2 separate regions of the Zea mays genome follow, and region 1 is linked to region 2. The links are chromatin contacts, called in public Hi-C maps. All regions are on one chromosome and are shown on one strand. The core of a region is the stretch at or near the end of the contact, and the rest is flanking DNA. Distances in the headings are between cores, read along the strand shown.

What was found. Hi-C and Micro-C count contacts between places; a contact is called where the count stands out from the background.
Region 1: a contact with region 2 is called in a Hi-C map of endosperm, with 1.8 times the contacts expected there. The contact joins the promoter of LOC100284113 here to the promoter of LOC103645842 in region 2. A contact is called at or near these places in 2 of 25 Hi-C or Micro-C datasets (ear and endosperm).

Annotation. Positions count from the first base shown.
Region 1 is chr2:6,042,737-6,049,373 of Zm-B73-REFERENCE-NAM-5.0, forward strand. LOC100284113 (DNA-binding WRKY) reads left to right here and starts at 4,356. Exons shown (of 1, transcript NM_001157010.2): 1 at 4,356-5,180. The coding sequence starts at 4,416. The coding sequence ends at 5,003. LOC100273983 reads left to right here. Exons shown (of 8, transcript NM_001148369.1): 5 at 36-137; 6 at 288-405; 7 at 520-655; 8 at 900-1,196. The coding sequence ends at 965.
Region 2 is chr2:5,292,073-5,298,651 of Zm-B73-REFERENCE-NAM-5.0, forward strand. It overlaps LOC103645842 (small RNA degrading nuclease 1), which reads left to right and starts at 2,614. Exons shown (of 12, transcript XM_008670554.2): 1 at 2,614-2,921; 2 at 3,004-3,183; 3 at 3,319-3,408; 4 at 3,534-3,602; 5 at 3,986-4,123; 6 at 4,349-4,465; 7 at 4,537-4,606; 8 at 4,745-4,845; 9 at 5,440-5,574; 10 at 5,658-5,765; 11 at 5,856-5,960; 12 at 6,119-6,579. The coding sequence starts at 2,889.

The DNA of each region.
Region 1 (6,637 bases), core at 3,106-5,605, 750 kb after region 2:
GAATTCAGCCCCTAATTGTTTCGATATTATTTCAGTGCTGCTTAAAAAATTTTGTGGAGAGGAAGGAGAAAAGGTTGATGTCCAAAAACTGTTTGGTTATCTTGGGCTTTTTACCCTTGTTGCTCTATGGTGGATTGGTACTATTCTATTTCCCTTTCCAGATTAATATAACGGAAATATACAAATTCGAAATATGTAGTCACATTCTGGAAATTTCTTATTTGTGCATGCCTTTCATTGTTGGTTTATGTAAAAAATAATTTGTTGTCATTGTGTTTGTATTTCAGTCTGGCCATTAACCGCACTAGGCGTTGAGCCAAAGTTTTCAATGCCCCACTCAGCTAAAGTGGATGAAGTGGTGGTGGCAAATAGCCTAATCGGAAGTGTATTATCAGACTACTTCTGGTACGTGTTAAAGAAGGCTAATATATTTTTTATATTATCAGACGACTCTATTACTACTGCATACTCGGGGTAATGTTGACAGACTGAGAGACTGACCGTGGAACTTGTGGCCAGGGCTCTTTCTGTTGTTTGGACTACTCCCTTGGTGGCCACTCTAGGCATGTCTCTCACAATTCCAATAGCAATGGTTGCTGATATGATCATTCACGGCCGTCACTATTCAGCAGTATATATTCTTGGTTCTGTCCAGGTACGAGTATCCAGCAGCCCAGTATTTTTTTATCTTAAATTACATCAGATATCTACCATCTTACAACAGCTACCGCTACCAGTTTGGATGCTTTGAAGGTTCTGTTCTGACAGAGCCTTGTGTTGCTAACTCGTCATTTGCATTACCATGTTTCAACTATGTGTTCCTCTTCACCGTTCTAGCGCACTGCTGCATACACACATCTGACATTCTGTTTAACCCTGTGAGCTTTGTTCCTTTGCAGGTATTTTCAGGCTTTGTTATCGCGAACCTTGCAGATCGCTTTTCTCGTTCTCTAGGGCTATCATAGTCTCATAAAACAGAACAGGCCCTTATTAGAGCGTGCATCAGGAAGCTCCAAGGTCGGGTTGGTTAGGCCAATACTTCAGAAAACCTGGATCGGGAGATACCAGGAATTATTTTCCCTTTGCTTCTTTAAACATAGTGGAGGTGAATTTTGCCGTGGTGAATAGTGAAAGGCAGCAGATGAAGAAGAAAACATATGTTATAGCAACCCTTTGCAACTGTAAATTCTCTTACTACAAATTGCGCGACAGTGTAGACTGCGGCCGTTCTCGGCCCATGTCAACAGGCTTGCTCGATTTCAAATTTGCAATGTCCTTTTATCCGTGTTCATGGCAATTGCACCAAGTTCTACCGAAAAGAAAACTAGCAAAAAAGAAGGAACTACAATCGGAATATATAAGCATTAGGTTTCAAAACTAAATAATAAATAGTCATTTGTAGTCAAAATTTTATAAGTTTGACTGAAACCTTGTCCAAAATGGCAACTAATAGTGCACAATCTATTTTTTTAGAACTGGCCAACTGGGTTATACTTTTTGAAATTTCAATTTTTTAAAATATAAAAAGGAAATGGTTACGTGAGCCGGCCGTGACTGTTCGTGCGTGTCCATAAAAAGGCCCGGGGATATACGAGCTTGATGGATCCACCAGACATAAACACATCCTCAGGGCCCAAAAGGGCCGGGTATCGTTCCGTCGGGCCATTCGCTCCAAAGGCCTAGACAAAACCAAACCGAAGTGCAGATTATAGATATTTTTGATTTGTGGCTAACTGTATTATACTTTATCTGAAGTTAGTTGTCTAAATTAAAGAACTAATCTTAAATAGAAAAATTAGTCGACAAGTTAGACAGCGAACCAAACCTGCCCGACACAGGGGCCACCTGCGTTTTTTCGTCAGTAACGTGTCAGGGTTCAGCAACCTCCAGCCGTGACACGTCAACTCATCACTACAGGCTAATGGAGTTTGCCGCTGAGATCAGACGAGAACCATTTCTTTTCGCACACATGCATAACCCCCGGCCCCACTCACTTTTTGGTGTTATTCAGATTCCTGGTGAGCAAAGTTCTGGTGTTATTCAGATTCCTGGTGCTTTATTATTACGGCCGTATTTTTTAGGGTGTCCTTGTCGTTCGAGCGCTGCTGATTCGTGCAGCTGGCGATTGCCAACAGTGAACCAATAAGCAACAGGGGCCCGCGTCGCAACTTGCCAGACCAGCCGCAGGATTCTCCGACGTTGCCTTGTGCTACAAGTCTGGACTCGTGCTGCAGGCTGAGGCTGCTGGCACAATCCACAGGCGAAATGGCCCGGGGTATATAGTATAGCTAGCTGTATACTGTGCGTGCTTTTTTATCCCCGTGGCAGATACAAGCTATCCAAACAACTCTAGGTCTCTGCTGGCTCATTAACTTGTTCAATTTAGTAGTTTTAAAATGGCATGCGCATATGTTACTGATTATGGGCTACCAATAATACCGTACTTTTAAATTGAGCAGGATATAGTGCGCATAAGATGAGGTCTAAAAGACAGTCAGCCATATCAAAGGGTTTATTGCTCCGACTCCGAAACGCTAAATCTTTGCGTACGTGTCTGTGGAGTCTGGACGGCAGCTGCTCTAGCTGCATGCAATGCAGCTAGCTCATCACATGCGTGACGTATGGTGCCTAGCCTGTGAAATGAGGGCCAGCGCGCGCGTAGCGCAGTTGACCACGTGACAGTAGTGCGTGACCAGCAGACATGTACCACCAGCCCGGCCCTCTGCCTAGCAGTAGCAGCGACGACGACGAGCCGACACGACACGGCTGCATGCAGCAGCTGGCCGAAGACGTCATGGCGCCAGTACGTACACAGCACGTACGTTGAATTGCTTGAGTGAAGAAACACTAGCTAGCGCGCGCGCGCGTCGGTTGGCCGCACGCATGCATGCATGCGCAGTGCACGGTCGACCACCGACGGACCGCGAGCCGGAGCTCTGCCCGGCAGGTCTCGCGCGCTCAACAGGCACTCAGGGCAGTTCCTCCGGCCTACTGCCCGGCCGACACATGACATGAGCGAGCCCCGTAGAAAAAAGAACACGAGTAGCCAGCCAGCCAGCAGTGGCCCTCCCGTGAAGGAATGGGCGGGCCAGACCGGCCGGCGACGTTACGTGACAACTGGACCTCGCAACGCGTGGGGCCCCATTCGACGTAGAGTCGTAGACGACAGCGCGTACGGCCTGATAGTGATAGGTCAACCTGTACATGCATGCTCCTCTCCTCACATGTCCCATACTGGCATATGCCATGTGGCAGCAATCAAGCAAGCTGCATCGTCCAGACGTCCACTCGCGCGTCGTCGGAGCTCCGATCCGGCGGTCTATCTGGCCCGAGATGCCGGCCGGCGGATCGGATGGAGCATGGGACAGCGGCGCCGCGCGCGCCAGGAGGACGCGAGGCTTGACGGCGTCCGCCCTGCGACCTGGAGCATGGGCGCAGGAGGACGAGGCGAGGCCGTGTGTGGCTGGCGTGGGAAGCGGCGCAGCTGATGGCCCGCCCCGGAAGCAACACCTTCCTTCCTCTTTCCCTCACGCAAGCGCGGCCTGCGCCTGCCTACGTGCCGCTCCCGCTCCCGCTCCGCTTTACCCGACCCGCCCGGGGGGCCGGGGATCCTCTGCGGCCGTGGTGGCCGGCCGGCGTCAACGTCCGCTAGTACACGCACGAGTCGTGAAGGCCATCACGCTACGCTACGCTACGCATTGCTCGGTGACGTTCTTCTCGGCGACTAACTGCGAGTCGTCCACGAAAGCCACGTACTTGCTCGTGGTACGGTTAGTTACCGGCTTCATTTAAGCTAAGCACCGGCTTCATCAGCAGTGGTACTATACGCTGTATGTGCGCGCTATCCCTCTCATTGCTAGGTCAGTCGCACCTACTATCTCTCTGCTCTCGCATACATATGTGCTGCATGCTGACGTACCATGACACCACCATAGTCCATAGCCATGGCCGGCCGGCGGTCCCTCGACCGTATTCGTACGGGGTACGTACGTGCCTACTTCTACCTACGTACGCGCGCCCAGCTGGGCCAGTGTCGTCGTCGCAGCGACGGAAGAGGAGCACGGGGGATAGCTAGGCTAGGGGCCGGAAAAGACGCGTGATGCAGCACATCAAGCACGCGTACGACGCCGCGCAGTCGCGGGTCCGTCGTGGTCTCGCTCTCGCGTCCTAGCAGCCACAGCCCACAGGTGGCACGGACACGGTAATAAAGCGACGACTGCGACGATCCGTCCAGGTCCAGGTCCAGGTCCAGGTCCGGTACCCATCCATCCGTCGCGGGCCGGCCGATCCCTTTGGCTTTTAATGCAGCCTTTTTGTCCCTTAAAAAGCAACCACCAGCCGCTCGATCCCGCCTTGGATCGATCGGTCACGCTTCCTTTCCTTGCTCAGCTAGCTTGTGCTCCTAAAGCTTTGTCATGGCGGCGTCCCGCTCGCCCAAGGCCGCGAGGGAGGCGGCCGCCGTGGACGCCAACACCACGTTCGTGCAGGCCGACCCCGCGACGTTCCGCGCGCTCGTGCAGAAGCTCACGGGCGCCGCGCCAGCAGCAGGCGGGACGACGACAGCGACAGCGCCGAAGCAGGAGGACGACGACGACGCGGCTGCGGTGACCGTCGCGCACGCGCCGAGGCGGCCGAAGCTGCAGGAGAGGCGGCGCGCGGCGCCGGCCAGGCTGGAGCTGTCGCCGGCGTCGTTGTACTGCTACCACCACCACCACGCCCACTCCCGCTACGGCCACGGGCTCATCATGCACTCGCCAGTGTCGCCCATGGACGCCTACATGGTGCTGGCGGCCTCCGCGTCGCCGTCGCCGTCGCCGTCGCCGTCGAGCGGCGGCGCGGTGGTGACGATAAGCAGGGAGGAGGAGGAGCGGGAGGAGAAGGCCATCGCCTCCAAGGGCTTCTACCTGCACGCGTCGCCAAGGGGTGGTGACGGCGACCGGCCCAGGCTGCTGCCGCTGTTCCCCGTCCAATCACCCAGGATCAGTGAACTCCGGCGAGGCTAGCAAGCTAGTCATGTGTGGCTAATTCACCGTTAGTGACATATATATATGCATGTACCGCCTATATATATATTTGCGCTAGAACTTGATGGTGTTAAAATTTCATGGTTGCAACGTACGTACTACGCCTTGTTAGTTTTTGTAGCCGGTAAATCTCTAGCTAATTAATCCTCTGCCACATCTGAATCTGGATCTAATATATAATCACGCATGCAATGTCTCTCCCGTACGTCTTGTGTTGTGTGTGGTGTGTGCTCCACTAGCATGCAGCCATGCAGGTCAGCTTCTGGTTCCTGGGATCCATCCAATGCAACCAACTGCATCTGCATGTCATTTGCCCAAAATTAAAGGCGTGCCACGTAGGTGATCGATCCGACGCCAATGCTTCAATGCCATGCCAACGTAGACGTACGTCAAGTTTATTCCTGCTGTGGCCTGTGGGACAAGAACTGGATGAGGCAAACATCTTTTTTTTTATTGATTTTATTGCGTAAGAGGAAGAGGGAATATATATACACATAGAGACACAGACAATGGGACCGGTCGACATCTGCACGAACCTAGCTTGTCACTAGCGTCATGCTGTGGGAAGTATAGTGTAGGAGCCACAGGGACTGGTTGCAGTCACGGGCGCCATTGCATTTGCATGCCGCAGACGAAGCGATGGATCGGAGTCGGAGGAGAGCTACTCATCATCGCTGCTCACATGATTTGTACATGTTGGGAACGAACATGTATGTACGTATAGCCTATGCGCGCGCACATACGCGGCTACGCCGTTTGCGCGTATATATATATACTCGCGGTTCCGTCTTCGGCTTTCCCTCTTGCGCCTTCTACGTGTCCCTCCCCTCCTACAAATCATCTAGTTATAAAGTCATAGCTTTAAGGAGTCCTTCGTTATAATTGCCTTTCTAAATTTTGTTTTCTTGATGTTGCTGGTGAACTACTTGATCTTCCTCAGTCTCTAAACCTTGACCTTCTAAACATTTTTCTAAAACACCATACAGGGCATCATTCCACTCCAAACATCGCATGCATCAGACAGTATTCTATTGGAACAGTACACCAAACAGTATAAACATAGGATAAAAAGGTTATAAAACTATTATACGTATTGCTATGAACACGTGAGAGCGCTCAAATCGGATTTAAAACATGAAAGCTATTAATGAGATAAGGATCAAATGGTGGCCTTCCTGTCCCGGAACCAACGCTAGTGCCCAGTAGTAGTGGTATTAGTTCGGAGGTCACCAGGTGCATGCGTGCGTGCGCGTGTGTGTATGTCTGTGCGGGCATGCCCAATAGCTCAAGCCTGCCGGTCTGGTCTCTCCCGCCCCTGTCCGATCGACCAGGCCCGGACCCCCGAGTAATGGACGCGCCTTCAGTAAAACAGCAAACGCCTGCACCCAGTACTACGTGTAAGCAGCATCAGCGTTTCAGCACTGCATGCCATGTCGTAAGCATGCAGGAGGAGTACACAGGTACAGCAGCCAGGGCAGGTCCGCCGACCAGGATCAGAATTCTCACAGAGATGGCCTTGGCACTGGTATAATGTACTGCTCCCTCCGTTTCAAAAACAATATTAATTCTTATTTGTTTCTACTAGTCAAACAACAATTTTAATCTTGATATTC
Region 2 (6,579 bases), core at 1,364-3,863:
TCTCTCTCTCTCTCTCTCTCTCTCTTAAGGAAAATAGTTAACTGCTAAACAACAGTAGAGTAGATCCAACCATCTCAGCTAGTAGTGCGTGCCGTCGCACAGTACTTAAATTCACCCACGTGATCACAATATTCAATACTGTTGTGTCGCCGCAAGCGTTACGTACAGGTACAGCTGACCTGATGTCTACTAGTAACGCGCAACAGAGTTTGGCCATAAACAAGTTGCCCGTAACCATTGGATGGGAGGTACTCCCGAGGTGAAACCCTATACAAACCCTGACCTGCTAGTTTGGTCTACTCTCTATTCATCGCTGATTATTCTATCACCTATGCACCTATACTGTGCACTACAGTGACAGCACCATTCCTTGTACGGTAGGCGGAGGGAGAGAGAGAGACACGCATGGCACGTGAAGGGCAGGCCCGCAGAGAGACCGCGGCCGTCCGTTTTGGCGAGGCTAGCAGCTAGCTGGCCGGCCGCCGGCGCGCGCAGTGGGATCCGCGCGGCCAGAACTCGCGGCGAGATTCCCGTGTCGAGGCTGCATGTCGATGGTGGGTTTGGTTGGTCCTCGCGGAAAGTCGTGAGCGCGATTCTCGAGGGACCGATCGGCCTGTGTGTGTGTGTGTTCAGTACTCCTTCAGTGCCCACCACTGGGCACTGGTCCACTGCCTAGAGCCCAAGATCGTCCTGGATCTCCTGGTCAGTCTCGCTGGCCCTACGGACAGATCCACGGTGAATTCCAAGTTTCCAACCCATAGCCGGCTTTACCGGAACGCCCTGTGAGATCTTGCTAGGTTATTTACTTATTTCTATTCTACGTGGATTCGATCAGATTGAAAATAATTATGAATTTTTTTAACTTGCTTATGATTTAAATGCACACAATCCATGTGAATTGAGAACAAAACAAGCAAACTCTCGAATTGTTACTACTGTGCTGGACAGCCGCAGCTACCTACACGTACTGCCACGTAACGGTAAAGCATCTCCTCTGCGCGACTGCAATGCGTGCTCGAGCACGGTCAAAATCGTCCTGTAATTGAAACGCCAAAAATGTGTTCTGTTGCTTCTGGATGCATTGATTTTATTTTCTATCTAGAAATACTAAAACGCCCTGTAATTGAAACAGAACGAGAGTGATTATATAATAATATCAAGGAAAGAGAATTAAGAGAATGTGTATCACGTAATAAATAAATATACGTCCAAAGACTGCCCATTGTTTATCTCGTGCAATATATTTTTGCACGAGCAAAACACTATCTCAGCTCGAGCTCGGGCAGACTAATCAGGGTAGGAGCAATCAAGTATGGCAATGTCGTAGGTGCCCATGCAGCCGTGCTAGCTTGTCTAAAGTACAGTGCAGAAAATAGCCTAGCAGTGTCCGGTCCCTTTCCTGAGCAGAAGGCCGGAAACGGTTTGAACGTGACACACGTTGGGGCTTGGACCGGGGGTTTCTACATACAACAGTACTACGTCGTGACTCACGACGACACGAACGGAGGACGGCCGGACGATCGAGCTGAAGCTGGGTGACGTGTCTATGCTAGCTAGGCCTAGCATTACTAATTGTCTTTCTTTTTCTTTGCCGCAATCTGGTTGGCGCTAAGCACGCTTGCTCACGGTGACGACGCAGGAGATAAGGCTATCTTGCATTCTTGCTAGAAGGCATAACATTATTATCTCTTCTCTCTCGCGTACGTACGCTACCTTGATCAGATTAGCTTGAGACGCGTAATGAGCCTGGCACCTGGTTGTATATGACGACTTGACGCGTTCTTTAGCTACGACGCAGGAAGCCAGGAAGTACGCATGCATGCATCCATTCCGGATTGGCTTCTTTAATTTCTGACTCCGCCGCGCGCTGACCGTGGCCGTGGGCCCGTGGCTGCAGTGCGCTCAGGATGCCACGCCCACGCTAGAGAACGCGCTCGATCGCCAGCTTGAGGGCATCGTCTCGTGCGTGCGCTGCAGCAGTGGTGCCGGAGGGAAAACTCGGGTGTACGTATGCGTGTACGATTTGAGGTGCCATCGGGAAAACTGGCGACTCCTTCCAGCTAGCCGCAGCACATTTTTAACAAATTGAATTGGGACTGATGAGCACGCGCGCGCCCGAGTTTAAGCAAGCAATGGCTGGATACGTATGCGTTGCGTGTACGATTTGGGTGTCATCTGCTCTGATTTTGATCTTGACGTCATCGTGTCTGTGACATCAGAGATGATCCGATCGGAGGCGGCTGGGGGTTCGGTTGCTATGCTAGAGTCCTGTCCAGCTCATTAGCTCAAGCGCCTGCCTTGCCTTACCCACCCGGCCCCCGTGATCTCTACCGCGCTAGTGCTGCTGACTCACCATCGCTCGCCTCGCCTCTGCATGTGAAGCACGCGCTACCGCTGCTGACTCATCGTTGCCTCGCCACTGCATGTGAAGCATGACACGGCATGGTAGGGGCCTTTTTTTTGGTTGATTTCCGGTATGGTAGCTAGGGGGCTAGGGGCAAGCAGAGCTGGAAAAAAAAATGGATTCTGCAACGCCGCCAACTGGGCCAGTACTCAGAACCGACCGAAATCATGAAAGCCCATGGTTTCAATCCAAACGGGCTTCTTCAACTTCGGGCCGAAGAGTAAGGACCATCGGCGGCCCCCCACCGGCAATCGTGCTATTCAGTCGGCCTGGCTACGTTCCTGACTGGGAAAAAAGGGTTTTCTCCGGCCGTTACCCCGAGGAGCCATTGGCAATTTTGCCATTATCATTTGTGGGCTTCGCCAAGCCGTCCGCCGCCACTCGACCACCACCGCCGCCGCGGCGCCGCCGACGCCGACCACAACCACTCGCGGTTACTACCGCCTCCGCCCCCCGCTGCTTCTCGTCTCCGCGCAGCCGTCCGATGGCCAAGCGGCTCGCCGGCGCCGACAAAGAGGTAGGGGGCGGCGCGCCAACAGAGCAGCCCACCGGGACCGGGCAGGCCGCCTCGTTTCGCTCACCCGTTCCGTCTGCGCCAGGTGCTCGTCGAGGTGGTGAGGTTCACGCAGAAGAGCGGCCTGAGGGGCTGTGACGGCGGCTGGAAGGATTTCCTGGCCCGGAACGACAGGAAGTTTGGCGCGTCGGTCAGCGACCCCAGGAAGCGCTCCAGGGATGTGCTGCTCGCCTTCCTGCAGACCTTCCCCAAGGATTTCCAGAAGGTTGGTCACTCTTTTTTGTTTCTTCTTCAGACTTCAGTTCAGCATGCCCGGCTTCACTGCTAGCTGCTGTGGTGTGTAAGCGGTTTCCTCCCGGTCTGTTTTGAGAGTTTAAACCTTGCTACGTTCTGGTTCCAGTACTTCGGCAAATTAGTGAAGCGTCATAATGAAAGAAGTGCTGTTCAGCAGTATGTGGCTGATTTCCCCGACGAAGTTTCTCCCCAGCAGGTGATGTGTATGCTAGATCATGCGGTTTTTGTTTTTAGAATTTCTAAGTTACATTGAAAGGGTTGATGCCTGGGTGTCAAGCATCAGTTGGTCGACAGTTGTATTGATGTACATGCTAAATGCAGAAACTTGTTCAACTGACGGCAGAGCACCCAGAGTACAGAAAACACTACTGCTTCCCATCGTACCAGGAGGTATGAACTTTTCTGTGCTGTTAATCCACGAATGATGATTAAGCCCTTTTTGGATTGTACACTTTCGTTGGTGATCTTCCTTTGATATGTCCTGTTCATGTTTTGGTGACCAATTCTTAAAACATTGGAGTCCACTAATCTTCATGATATACTACCTCATTTTTGAACTAAAACACGACAAATAAAAAAGAACGGAGGGAGTACTTTGCCTAAAGTTGCACCTTGTCTTGTACTCTTCACAAAGACATGCTTTTTGCTACTCGAAATTCTAAACTGTCATCTCCATAATGGATGAACCAAATTTGTATCCATATTGTATTTTCTTGTCTCGTAATTGATAACAATGAAACTGATCAATAACGAGCTATTAATGGTATTTTCAGGCGTCGAAAGTATTGCAGATAGATGTCTCTAGTTTAACGAGCTCAAGTGCTATGTTGTCAATTGACTGTGAGATGGTCCTTTGCAGTGATGGCACAGAGGCTGTGGTCAGAGTATGTGTTGTAGACGACAAGCTTAAGGTAGTATGTTATTTACTCACAATATAAGTTTGTTGTGTAAGATTCACGGAACTATCTAGTGCATTAATGATAATAGCTATCACATTACTGTAAAGTTAGACGGATCCAATAAAGTTCCTGTCAATACTTACACAATACATATTTGCTTGTCATTGATTCTAAATCATGTCACAGCTTTTCATCTTTGTTCTATGGTCTCAATAAATTCTCCCTTTTCTTCTCCAGGCTAAGTTGGACATACTTGTAAACCCATCGAAGACTGTTGCTGACTATAGGACACACATCACTGGTGTATCTAAGAAGGATTTAGAAGGAGTCACATCATCATTAGTTGATGTTCAGGTATATTGTCTTTAACCTCTATGTATTTTCTATGAATATATTATCTCATGGAAGTTATATTCCTTTTCTAGAAATCGCTGAAGAGAATGTTATCCAAAGGAAATATTTTGATTGGCCATAGCTTACATAGAGATTTATGCGGTAAGGTGTGGTTTTTATTTTGTGTCTGATCTATCTGATGTGTCAATCGGATGTGTACTTTGCGTTTAGTTGAACATGCTTCTTTACTGTTTTTAGTACCATTTAATTCAATTGGTCTCATTATTTTCTCTTTTGCAGCCTTAAAGATTGATTACTCTCAAGTTATTGATACAGCATACATATTTAAGTATGCAAATTTACCAACTACTGCATCACCTTCCTTGAACAGTCTGTGCAAGGTATTGGCATAAAGTCACAACAGTGTCTGCCTTATCTGCTTTTGTTTTTCGAGTTGAAGTTTTGATTGATGGTGCCAGTTAAAACTTAAGGCCTGTTTGGCATGAGTGCATGACTCCAGAGCAAAACTCCAAGGAGGAGCTGGCCAGAGCATGCCAAACACCCTAACTCCAGAGTTGTAAACTCTATGGAGTTTTTGGAGCTGCAGTACAATTTTTTGGAGTACCTCTTTTGCTGCTCTGAAAACTCCAAAAAAGCAACCTAGTCATAGAGTTTTGAGTTATTTACCCGCCATTGCCACTGGTTATGAGAAACAATCTAAACTCTGGAGCAGAGCTGCTCCACCCAGAGTTTTAGAGTAGAGCTGCTCTGGGGTGGAGCAGAGCCATGCCAAACACACCCTTAGTTTCAGAATAGTGACTGTGAACACACTTTGTCTTTCCTATTTCTCCCCTGAGTTTTATACACAATAGTGCTTGATATAACTATATGTATGGTATTTCCTACTTCTGTTTTAGCGGGGTTAATTTTCAATGATATGTGATTGTATGTAACTATGAATGGTGCCTTAATCTGTTTATTCTTTGTCTTCTTAGGCTATTTTGGGGTATTCAGTTCGAGAAGAAGGAGAACCACATAATTGCTTGAAGGATGCAGAAGCTGCGATGAATCTAGTTCTTGCAAAGCTTAAGAATGAGTTTAATGACCCCATTGAAATTGCTGCAAGTAGTGTAAGCGACGAAAAAAATTATGTTCTTAAATCTCACCATTAGTATAGATGATGCCGCCTTACTTCTTTGTGGTACCTTCCTAGGTAACTGAATCTGATGTGGTGAAGTTGCTCGCTCATAGAATTCCAGTGTACCTGCCTTGTCAAGAGCTGTGCAAAATTTTCTCTGGGAACCCCAATATTGATGACAAGGTTACCTTAAAAGTTTTATTTGTTCACCAAATATGTGTGTTTTTATGCAGTTATTTAATAACACTATTCCACTACTTTCCTTTTCAACAGATTGATTCGAGAATACGAGGTGAATTTTATTCCACATGTATTTCATTCAATGACGTAGATGAGGTGGACAAGGCATTTGAAGAACTGGATGGCCAAAAGACCAAGGTGCACAACTGTACATACAAGGACCACAGAATCATTTTCACAATTGAATATTAGAACATACACTGCTGATTGTTAGCTTTTGCTTACCATCTTATTGGTTTAATATCATCAATATACTACTAAGCCTCTGCCTTTTAACTTTTTCTTTAAACATGCAGGACTCAGGTGGGAGACTTCAAAAGCATGTACTGCTGAAGCTTGACAATGGAGATGTCGTGAGCTTCTATGTTCGGAAGATGGTATACGATTCCTGGCCCAAACAGATCGAAGTTCCAAGGAAGAGACCAGAGCCTACTGAGGATCCAGAGCCAAAGAAAGAGCATGCCAAGGGGGTTCAGCAAAAGAAGAGAAATAACTTTGTGAGAGATACTGAGGATCCAGAGCCAAAGAAGAGACCAGAGCCTATTGAGGATCCAGAGCCAAAGAAAGAGCATGCCGAGGGGGTTCAGCGAAAGAAGAGAAGTAAAAAACACGCAAACAAGGAAGATACTGAGGATCTAGAGCCGAAGAAGAGATCAGATCCTACTGAGGATCCAGAGCCAAAGAAGAGACCAGAGCCTACTGAGGGGATTCAGCAAAAGAAGAGAAGTAAAAAACATGCAAAGGTTCAGCAAAAGAA